2 separate regions of the Mus musculus genome follow, and region 1 is linked to region 2. The links are chromatin contacts, called in public Hi-C maps. All regions are on one chromosome and are shown on one strand. Each heading gives the region's core, a stretch centred on a gene start, on an enhancer-like site or on the middle of the called end of the contact. The rest is flanking DNA. Distances are from core to core; before and after follow the strand shown. Region 1 overlaps Gas7 (growth arrest specific 7). Region 2 has its middle 29 kb from the start of Gm40029.

What was found. Hi-C and Micro-C count contacts between places; a contact is called where the count stands out from the background.
Region 1: a contact with region 2 is called in a Hi-C map of uterus, with 5 times the contacts expected there. The contact joins two enhancer-like sites. A contact is called at or near these places in 1 of 15 datasets of contacts at CTCF or cohesin (pro-B cells), 118 of 484 Hi-C or Micro-C datasets (the 63-12 cell line, the AML12 cell line, B cells and 66 more), 10 of 115 datasets of contacts at active chromatin or transcription factors (the NIH/3T3 cell line, VIP interneurons, acute myeloid leukemia and 7 more) and 4 of 9 other capture datasets (adipose tissue, embryonic stem cells, embryonic tail and 1 more).

What each region holds. Positions count from the first base shown.
Region 1 is chr11:67,644,982-67,649,670 of GRCm38.p6, forward strand. All of the region lies in intron 4 of Gas7 (growth arrest specific 7), which reads left to right. Among named protein-coding and RNA genes, the nearest start is that of Rcvrn, 48 kb to the right of the region's middle. Within about 2 kb of position 2,965, at least 29 of the 459 cell types and tissues checked have an H3K27ac peak or open chromatin away from gene starts, as enhancers often do. A contact at or near this core is called in trophoblast stem cells and uterus, where this site is marked.
Region 2 is chr11:67,377,099-67,381,751 of GRCm38.p6, forward strand. No RefSeq gene overlaps it. Among named protein-coding and RNA genes, the nearest start is that of Gm40029, 29 kb to the left of the region's middle. Within about 2 kb of position 3,158, at least 54 of the 459 cell types and tissues checked have an H3K27ac peak or open chromatin away from gene starts, as enhancers often do. A contact at or near this core is called in trophoblast stem cells and uterus, where this site is marked.

The sequences.
Region 1 (4,689 bases), core at 1,715-4,214, 270 kb after region 2:
ACACAGCCATTAAAAAAGCATCCTCCCGAAGAAAATGTAATGACTAAGAAAATGCTTCTAACTTAAATCACATGGGAGAGCTGAAGATAGGGCCCAAGGGTTAAGAGTATACTGTTCTTCCCGAGGATGTGAGTTTGTAAGACCCCCGAAGCTGGGCCTCCGCTCAAGTCCCGGGATGAGCTGGCCAGCACCCCAGTGACCCGAGAGAAAACCACACCTGATGCAAACTGCAAGAGGTTTTATTATCAGCTAGCCATGCAGGGCAGGGGAGTTCGACCCCAAGTGGTGACAGTTGGGGGCTTTTAACAGCTAGCTGAGGAATTGGGAGGAGTTGGGAGGAGAGTTGGAAGGAGTTGGGAAGAGGTGGGAGGAGTCGGGAGGAAAGTTCTTCTCTTCCAGGTGTCCTTGGTGAAATTTACAAGGCAGGAGTGGGGAGTGAGTTCTTTCTGAATTTTTATCTCTGTGTCCTCGGCACAGGAAGGCAGGCATCCCTGGTTGTAAAGTATAGAAACAAAAAGGCTTTTTGCTGGCTATAGAGAACAAAGAGTTTCTTTCTGGCTGTATTTTTAGAGATCAGGGAAGACAAGCTTGGGGAACGTCCAGGGGCTTTACCTTCCTGGGAGAAACACTTTAAGCTGGGGTCTCACAAGTTCAATTCCAAGCACCCACATCAGGCAGCTCACAACAGCCAGAACTCTAGCTCCAAGGGATGACACCCTCTGCTCACTTCCATGAACACCTGTACTCATGCATGTGTGTGTGTGTGTGTGTGTGTGTGTGAGAGAGAGAGAGAGAGAGAGAGAGAGAGAGAGAGAGAGAGCATCCACAGGTATGAGCATCCATTTATGTGTGTGTATGCATGTGTGTGCAATGTGTGTGTGCATGTGTTTGCATGTGTTTGTGCTTGCGTGTATATGTGTGTGTATGCATGTGTGTGTGTGCGTGTGTGCAAATATAGGGTATTCAGTTTTATTTAGAAGAAAGAAAGCTGTGTTTATGAGAAGAAAGATGACCAGATCATCTGTGGTGACCTAGCTGCACCTCAGACTGAGTTTCTGCATTGGAGACATTTGGTGGCATCTCTGATTTTGAGTGTTACCACCAAAGAGGGGATGTTGGTGCATGTGGAAGATGCAAGGGATGTCACCCACTGTTGTGCAATGCAGAATGGCTCCTACAACAAGGAATTACCTAGTTTGAAAATATGAATCTCGTTAAGGTTGTAAAAGCATGATCAGAGACTGAAAGTAATTTTACTTTCTTCAAGTTTTCTAAAAATCAACACATTTCACTTTCTATAAAAGACAGATATACTTTTTTATTTAAGAAAATAGGATGCGGCTGCTGGAGAGATAGCTTAGGCTATGAAGTGCTGATTGCACAAGCCTGAGGCCCCGGGTCCAATTTCCAGCCCCCACATAGAAGTCAGGCCATGGTGGTGATCTGTAGTCCCAGAGCTGGGGAAGTGGAGACAGGAGGATCAGCGGGCTACACTGGTCAGCCAGCGTAGTGCCCGTGGTGAACTCTAGGGCAATGGCAGACGCTGTCTCGGGAATGAAGAAGAGAGTGATTGGGACTGACCTCTGCCACACCTTGTGTGTGCTCACATATATGCGTGTGCATAGATATATCACACACACACACACATACACACACACACAACTCCACACATACTACACACACACACCACACATATCATACCACACACACACACCCCACACACACAACACCACACACACTACACATACACACACACACAACACCACACACACTACACACATATTACACACCACATACACACACACATACACACCACACATACACACCACATATCACATACCACACACACACACATCACACATACCACACATATACACTATATACATATACCACACACCATACATACCACGTACATACACCACACATACCACATATATACACCACATACATACACCACACACACCACATAAAAACACTACACACACACCACACACATATACACACCACATATACACCACATACATAAAACACTATACATGCACATACCACACACAGATGCTACACACCACATACATACATACATCATACACACATACACATACATACATGTACACATGCATGCACACAAACCAATACACGCACATGAACACACATAGTTGATAAGGGATGTGTGGTACTGGGTTTCCAGGGAAGGCCAGCTCTGAGCCCCAGGTTGGTAGACAGTGGCTACAACACACAGGCAGGTTAGCATAACATTCGTTTTGGATGATAACCCTGAAGTAAGACCTCCTCAGAGAAACAAAAGTCAACAGTGTGGTACGTGGCAAAGGTAAATCTGCATCTGCCCGCTGCATCCGGAACTGTAAAGTAGATCCGTTAGGATTCTTTCAGGCTATGAACAGACAACATTTGAAGAGGAAGCCGCTGGTTTTTAAGCCCAGTGTGTGAACTGCTGAGGCTAATTATCAAAAGTGCTCTACCAGCTAACCATGAATAGGTTGAGAGAGTCTCCCTTAAAAGGCAGCAGGGCCCAGGCAATGCCTGAGCACACACAGCATTCTTCAATACACAGGGAGATTTACTCTCCATCCCGGGCTGCCAATCATAACTCACGATTGTTCTTGATAATATCTTAAGACTGAGACGTGGCTCAGCGGCGGAGTAATTACCTAGTGTGTTCAAGGCTCAGGGTTTGGTCACTAGCATGTGTGTGCCTGTGAACAATGATTAAATATGAGTGAATGAAGGGCCACGTAACCATCGAAGAGGTGGGATTTGAGGCCACAATGGCCAAGCCCAGATTTGCGAAGAGCCTTATTGATTTCGCTCTCTTTGAGAGGGCAAATGGGAAGGCATACAGGTAGCAGGAAGGGGCAGGCACACCTAATGTCCCTATCAGACTGAGCGTCCTGCTTTTTCCATTGCCCAGTCTTTTGAGAGCTGGGTGGATGGGCACTGGTGGTGGTGGTCTGGTGCCTCCCAGTGGAAAACTTCAGTACTGCAGACATCAAGGCGGCTGCTGCCTGTGTCCTGGATAAAGGGCACCTTCCTGGTTGGGAGATAGCCCGGGAGTCAAAGGCCAATAGCCTTAGAAGAAACAGATCTTAGATTGCACCTTCTCTTCCTGCCCACCATTACTTGGGCTTTTTTGTAATCCATCCTTCCATCAGTCTGGCTTCCTGACTACCCCAAAAGACACAAAAGGAAAGATGGGACACTGGGGCTCCTACAGAGTGTGTTGAAGAAGGTAGTTTAAGTGGAGAAAGAGCTGAGAGGCTGTGTCTCTGCAGTTCCTCCCCAGGCCCCTGGCTTTAGTAACGCACACCCAATCATCGTGTATTTAGGTCTTTGCTAGGCTCTGAGGTATGGAAAGGCTCAGCCCTAGCTGGGGAGGACAATGGGTAAACAGTTGTTTAATTGTATCAGTGGTAAGAACTCTCGGGAGGCAGAGGATTTCTGAGTTCAAGGCCAGCCTGGTCCACAGAGTGAGTTCCAGGAAAGCCAGGGCTATCCAGAGAAACCCTGTCTCGAAAAACCAAAAAAAAAAAAAAAAGATGCTAGGCTGGAGGAGTGGAAGAGGCTACACAGAGGGTTGGTTAACAAAAAGATGGGGGGGGGGGGCTAGTGAACAGTCTTCCAGGGCACAGCATGTAGATGCCTAGAGGCAAGAAGGAGGGTGAAGCTTTCCAAGAACCCACAGACATCAAGTGTGTGTCATGCTGTGACTTACTGAATTGGCAGGTGTGGGAGGGCAAAAGATGCGGCAGGAGGGGTCTGCATGGCCCATCACAAGGAGCCCGGTTTTGTGCCAACAGCGCTGGGAACTGAAGAGGGTTTTTCCTATTCCTCTAGGATTCAAGAGATCCCTGGGGAGGGGCTGCTCGCCTGCGTGTCATGGAGTTGCTCACAGCTTAGCCAGTAGTGTGTGTTCTTTGTGGCAGCAGAGATGCTGGGATACAGCCAGGATGTGGGAGTAGCAGTTCAGCCAAACGGGAGGAGAACTAGGCAAGCAGTACACAGATCAGGAGGAGCATGGAGTCTCTGCTCCAAGGATAGCCTGGGCTATGTAGTGAGCTCTGGATCCAGAAGGAAAAAAAAATTCTCCAGAATTATATGCAAAGGGCAAAATGTAAACGTGTCTGTTGTAGGACTGTGTCAACTTACAAAAGTCAAGGGCTTTCTGTGACAGGGACCCACGGACCTAGCATCTCATTTCAGTGAGCGCTGGCATTAGGCCAGTGTTGGTTCATGAATGGTCTCATCCTGCCTCGACATCCCCACCTGTACCTACAGCAAAACTCCTGACTTATGGATCTAAATCAGTGGTTCCCAACCTGTGGGTTGTGACCCTCGGAAAGTACATATTTCCAATGGTCTTGGGAACCCCCAAACACACATTTATTTTTGTTGCTACTTCATAACTGTAACTTTGGTACTGAGCACTGCCTCAGCTCCTAAGACCATAGGTTACTAATGCCCTAAATATAAGTATTTCTAATTGTAAACCAAGTGGAAAAGGTATCAGAGTACCATTACAGTACCCCAAAAAAACACAAGTCCAATAATATTATCTATCATGTGCATTCTAGATTCTAATTCTTTAATGGTCCCCCAAATGCCTTTTATACCAGCTTTTCTCCCCAGGTCAAGAGCCATTCAAGTTTTTGATATGAAAACGTTGATTACTTT
Region 2 (4,653 bases), core at 1,908-4,407:
ATCTTCAATCAAATAAAGCAGTTTGGACAAGGAAGGACCAGATCCTTCATCAAGGATTGCTGCAATGGGAGGCCTTTATTATAAAGAGCTGCAGATAAATATCTTGGAGAAGGCTTTCTTTCTTCCAGACCCTCCATGCTCTCAGCACTCACTGGTGACCAAACGAGATTCTGCCCCCAGTCCTGGGCTCAGCTATCCCCTTCTTGCCTGGTGCATAGGGAAAGCACAGACCCTCAGACCCCCGTTCTCAACTCCCCATGGTCCACAATGGCATCTGTGTACACAGGAGTCTGGGGACAGCAATATTCATTACAGACCTCACTGTTTCTCCCCTGGAAAAATTCAGGCGGGGGCCCCCTATCACAGACTGTGCTCTGCCTCCCCTGAGAGGCTTGCAAATGGAGCTCAGGCACCCCAGTGGCAGACATGTAGCTCAACAGAGACTGTTGTTTATGGATGGCCCTTATTTCACAGGTAGGGGAGCACAGGACCGCAGCCACAGCCTGCTCCAACAACCCCTTTCTCATCCAAGGAGCCTCTGTCAGACCAGAGATGATGCCTTGGTCCTGCAGGGGAAGCCCCTGACTTCTAGCAAGGATGAGTAGAAAGCAAACAGCAGTTCCAAAGGTAAGTTCTCTTTAACTTTTCTCAGACCCAAGAGAAAAAGATTAGCTAGCTGTTGACTCTGCAGGGCTATACCATTGCTATCCCTCCCCACCCTGTTCAGAGCACCCAGGAGGTTGACAATGATGTGCTCCACTGTAGTTTGGCTTTGGTTGGGTCCTGACAGCAGGGAGGCAGGATTGGAGAGCAGAGGGAAAGAGGAGATTGCGTCCAATTTATCCCCAGCATTCTTTGTTACAGCCAAAGCACTCATCGCCTATCAGGTGTCCCAGTCTTCTCTTGTCTCCAAGTTCTGGTAGGTTCTTCTCACTTCCTGAGAGCACCGATACATTAATGGCAACCTGAACTTGTCAAATAAAGCCCTGCTGGGCCTGTGGTGTCCTACGTTTGGGCTACACCTTTGTATAAAGTCTCTTCCTCAAACATTCTCCCTAGTGCACTAACTTAGATGTGCTATTTGCTTCCTATGGAAAATGGCTAATGCAAGATCTTTCCTATTCTACACATGTACATTATGGGCCGATAGATTTTTTGATTGAGGTGCCTGAGCCAGGAAGAGTTCTTGCTGCTTCCCAGATATCAGTATACCACAGTCCTATGCAGGCAGGTAACAATGCATTCTGTTTCCTTACATATTTCATCCTGTCCTCAATCCTTACTAAAAACTGTCAAACCTACAAAGAGGCCATTCGTCCCATCAGAGTGATGTCAGTGGTGAGCGAGAACCAGTTTGCAGCGCCAATTATAAAATGCAAGGATTCTGTGAGCCAGCCATTGAACTCAGGCATTAGTAAAAATCTCAGGTCATAGAAACTTAGAGTTAAATGACTTGCATTAAAACAAAAGCAAGATATTCAAGGCCAACCCTTCTTAATGACCTATGACGTTTTATTGCCTCAAATCTCTTGAGATTATCTACCATCATGAAATCTGTGTGGTGGAAAAACTATCTAATGATGTGCTTTTTCATCTCCCCACTTGGTCACGTGACATCGCTTCCCTGAAATTAATTGGCCATGGTGAGAATATCACACCATGAAAGTTGGCAAACACTACAAAGTACAGGTAGAGGCTTGTAAGCCCATTAGCAGCATGTCGCTGACAGGAAACAATGAAATACAGGCAAAAGGAACCTACATTCCTGTCTGTGAGAGATGCTGGAATACGGAGAGCCAACCCCCAGCCTAACCCCCTAGCCTATGTCAGCTTAAGCAAGGTAGCTCATTGAAAACCTGTGAGAGGAGCGATTTCTTCTGTCTTCCTCGGGGCAAGGTTGGAGAGAGGACAGAAAGGACATGGAAGAAGGCTGCTGTGAAATCCCCTCTGTGCTGTTCTGCTCCAGGCCTGAGGACTGAGTCCGCTGTTTCAGAAGGTCAGCTCCAAATATCTAGGTGAAAAAGAAATTTACTAGCTCACCTAAACGAAATTCCAAGAGCAGTCAATCTTCAGGCTGCCTGCCTTCTCCAAAACATCATGTTCAGATGTAGGCATTCAGATGATTCATATTCTCTCTCTCTCTCTCTCTCTCTCTCTCAATCTCTCTCTCTCCCCTCTCCTTCCCCTCCCCTCTCTCCTTCCCTCTTTAAACCAACTGTATTTCTAAAATTTTTATTACATTTATGTGTGTGCACACGCCTATATGTGCACGTGTGTAGGCATTCATGTGCCATAGTGAACCTTTGGGAATTACGGGAACACTTCTGGCAGTCAGTTCTCTCTTCCATTATGTGGGTTCTGGGGATTAAACTCAGGTCGTCAGTCTTTTAGGCAGTGCCTCTGAGACCTGCTGAGCCACCTCCCAAGCCCTAAGTCAAGTGCACCGCCGAAAATAAATAAATAAAAGCTGCGACCAAATGGTTCCAAAATGAATGAACTTATAACTGACATTTTAAAATCCGATGGTTGCATACAGGCACTTGCAGGAAAGGGGAAAACAAAAACAACAGAACTGCTTTGCTTCAGTTGCTGCTGAACATGGTCCCACGTTCATGGGCAGGAGGTGGTTGGAGGATGCGGAGTCTGGCTGGTCAGGTCTGGGTCACAGGTCCTGGAAGTGTGAGTGTCATCAGCTCCTCCCAAGCTCCATAAACTGAGAGTGAGGAGGGTGGTTCCTAGCCTCCCACTGGGTCAGGTTCCTATTTCCAAAGAAACAGCAGGACAAAAGCAGCAGATGTTCCTTTTGTGGCTGGAGACCATGCTGAATGAATGAATCTGCGCTTCTTAAAGTTGGACCGACTCTGCCTTTCCTATGGGTCACTGGAAGGGCAAAGTGACACAGTGTCTGTAACCTCACAAATGCCAGCGGCCACTTCCCTTTCTTTCCCACTCACCCTCATTAGTCTCTTTCCCGGGGAATGACAGTGCCACTCCATAAGACTCTGACAATGTGGGACATGTCTCTCTCCTTGCTCACTGTTGAATCAGCCAGCGCTCAGGGCCAGCAGACAACTCTCATCTTTCACAGCTTGTACTAGACTCCGGCCTCTCCTAACATCTCATCATTTCTTCCTCAGCTGATGTCTCCAGTTGAGCTCAGTGCCGCTGGCTGCCGACAGCAGGAGGGAGAGACTCTTGCTCAGAGTCAGTGTCCCATAGTCAGGAACTTCCTGTCCCATGAGTCAGGAAGGACAGATGTGGGTGGGGCTAGACAAAACATCTGGACCCACAAAAAAATCAGGACATGGCTTCCATCTGAACCCAGGGCCACCCACAGCCAGCTGCTGGCTTGGGCAGGAGGATTGCTCTTTCTGGAGATATGTCAGCCAACTCATTTGATTAACAATGAATTAACTGAGGTCCTGTGTCCTGCCAGGAGCTATTCTTGGTACTGGGAAACAAACGGTTAAGTAAACAAGACCAATTAGTGCCTTCCTCTCAAAGACATAACCTGCCTCAGTTTCTTCCATCCTCACACTGCGTCCTGTAGAAACCCTTGCTCCGTTAGATTCATGCATTTCTCACCACAAAATTGCCAACTGTGTCAAGAGCCGACAGGCTTACCACCTTGTATCCAGCATAAAGGGGGCTGTGCACATACAGGAGAGACCAGATAGGATGGGTGTACATAACAGCATTGTTATAATTAAATAGCTAAAACTTAAGATGCTCGGTAACAAAGGTCTGCCTGAGTCTGATATGGTAATAAGCATAATAGTTACAGCCACAGAGTTAACTGGGTGCATATTACATCCTCAGTGCGCTTTCAAGAGCTTTCCGTGGATCATCTCATTGCTCACTATAGCCTGGCACTGGAGGCTCTTACTTTATCCTTATTTGACAGATGTGGCACAGACTGTTTAAAAGAATCTGTCAATATCAAAGTTTCTCTCTCTCTCTCTCTCTCTCTCTCTCTCTCTCTCTCTCTCTCTCTCTCTCTGTGTGTGTGTGTGTGTGTGTGTGTGTGTGTGTGTGTGTATGTTTGCGCATGCATGCCTGGGTTTGCAGCCACCATGCTGCCCTAGGATTGTGCATATTTTAAAGGGCAAACGCACAAGTGACATCAATATGACCACGTGAATGCTTATACTCACAGGTACTAAACAAAGAGTCCATGTTAATATGTACATGCTAGTCTTCATCATGTGAGAACATAGGGCTTTGTCAGGAAAGCCCACGGTGTGGAGAGTAAGATGGGGTTTCTACTGTACATGAATTTTTATTCCTTTGCAGGGTGTGAATAGCTTTTGTAAGTTAGCTGCCTGAGGGGTTCTGTCCTCAGGCCTCAGCAAATGACTCTCTAATTTGATAGAAGAACCTATTTATGACTCAATCCCTCAGCCCACTGTCAGGAGGCACGTCCACATAACCTCTGGAAACAAGGCTTTGGATCAAGGCCACCTTTGGGGGAGAACTGGCCATAGGAAGTGCTGGGGGGCTAAGAAGAGGTTAGGTGTCATTGAGACCGTCACAAAGAGCAACAAGGTCATAACAGCTATTTCATCGTGATCTTCTGCAAAGGAAGGTACCCTCTCACTGTTCGATTCTGTCCCCCAGTCCCTGAGTTCTACAGGGTGTCTAAGGGTGAATAAA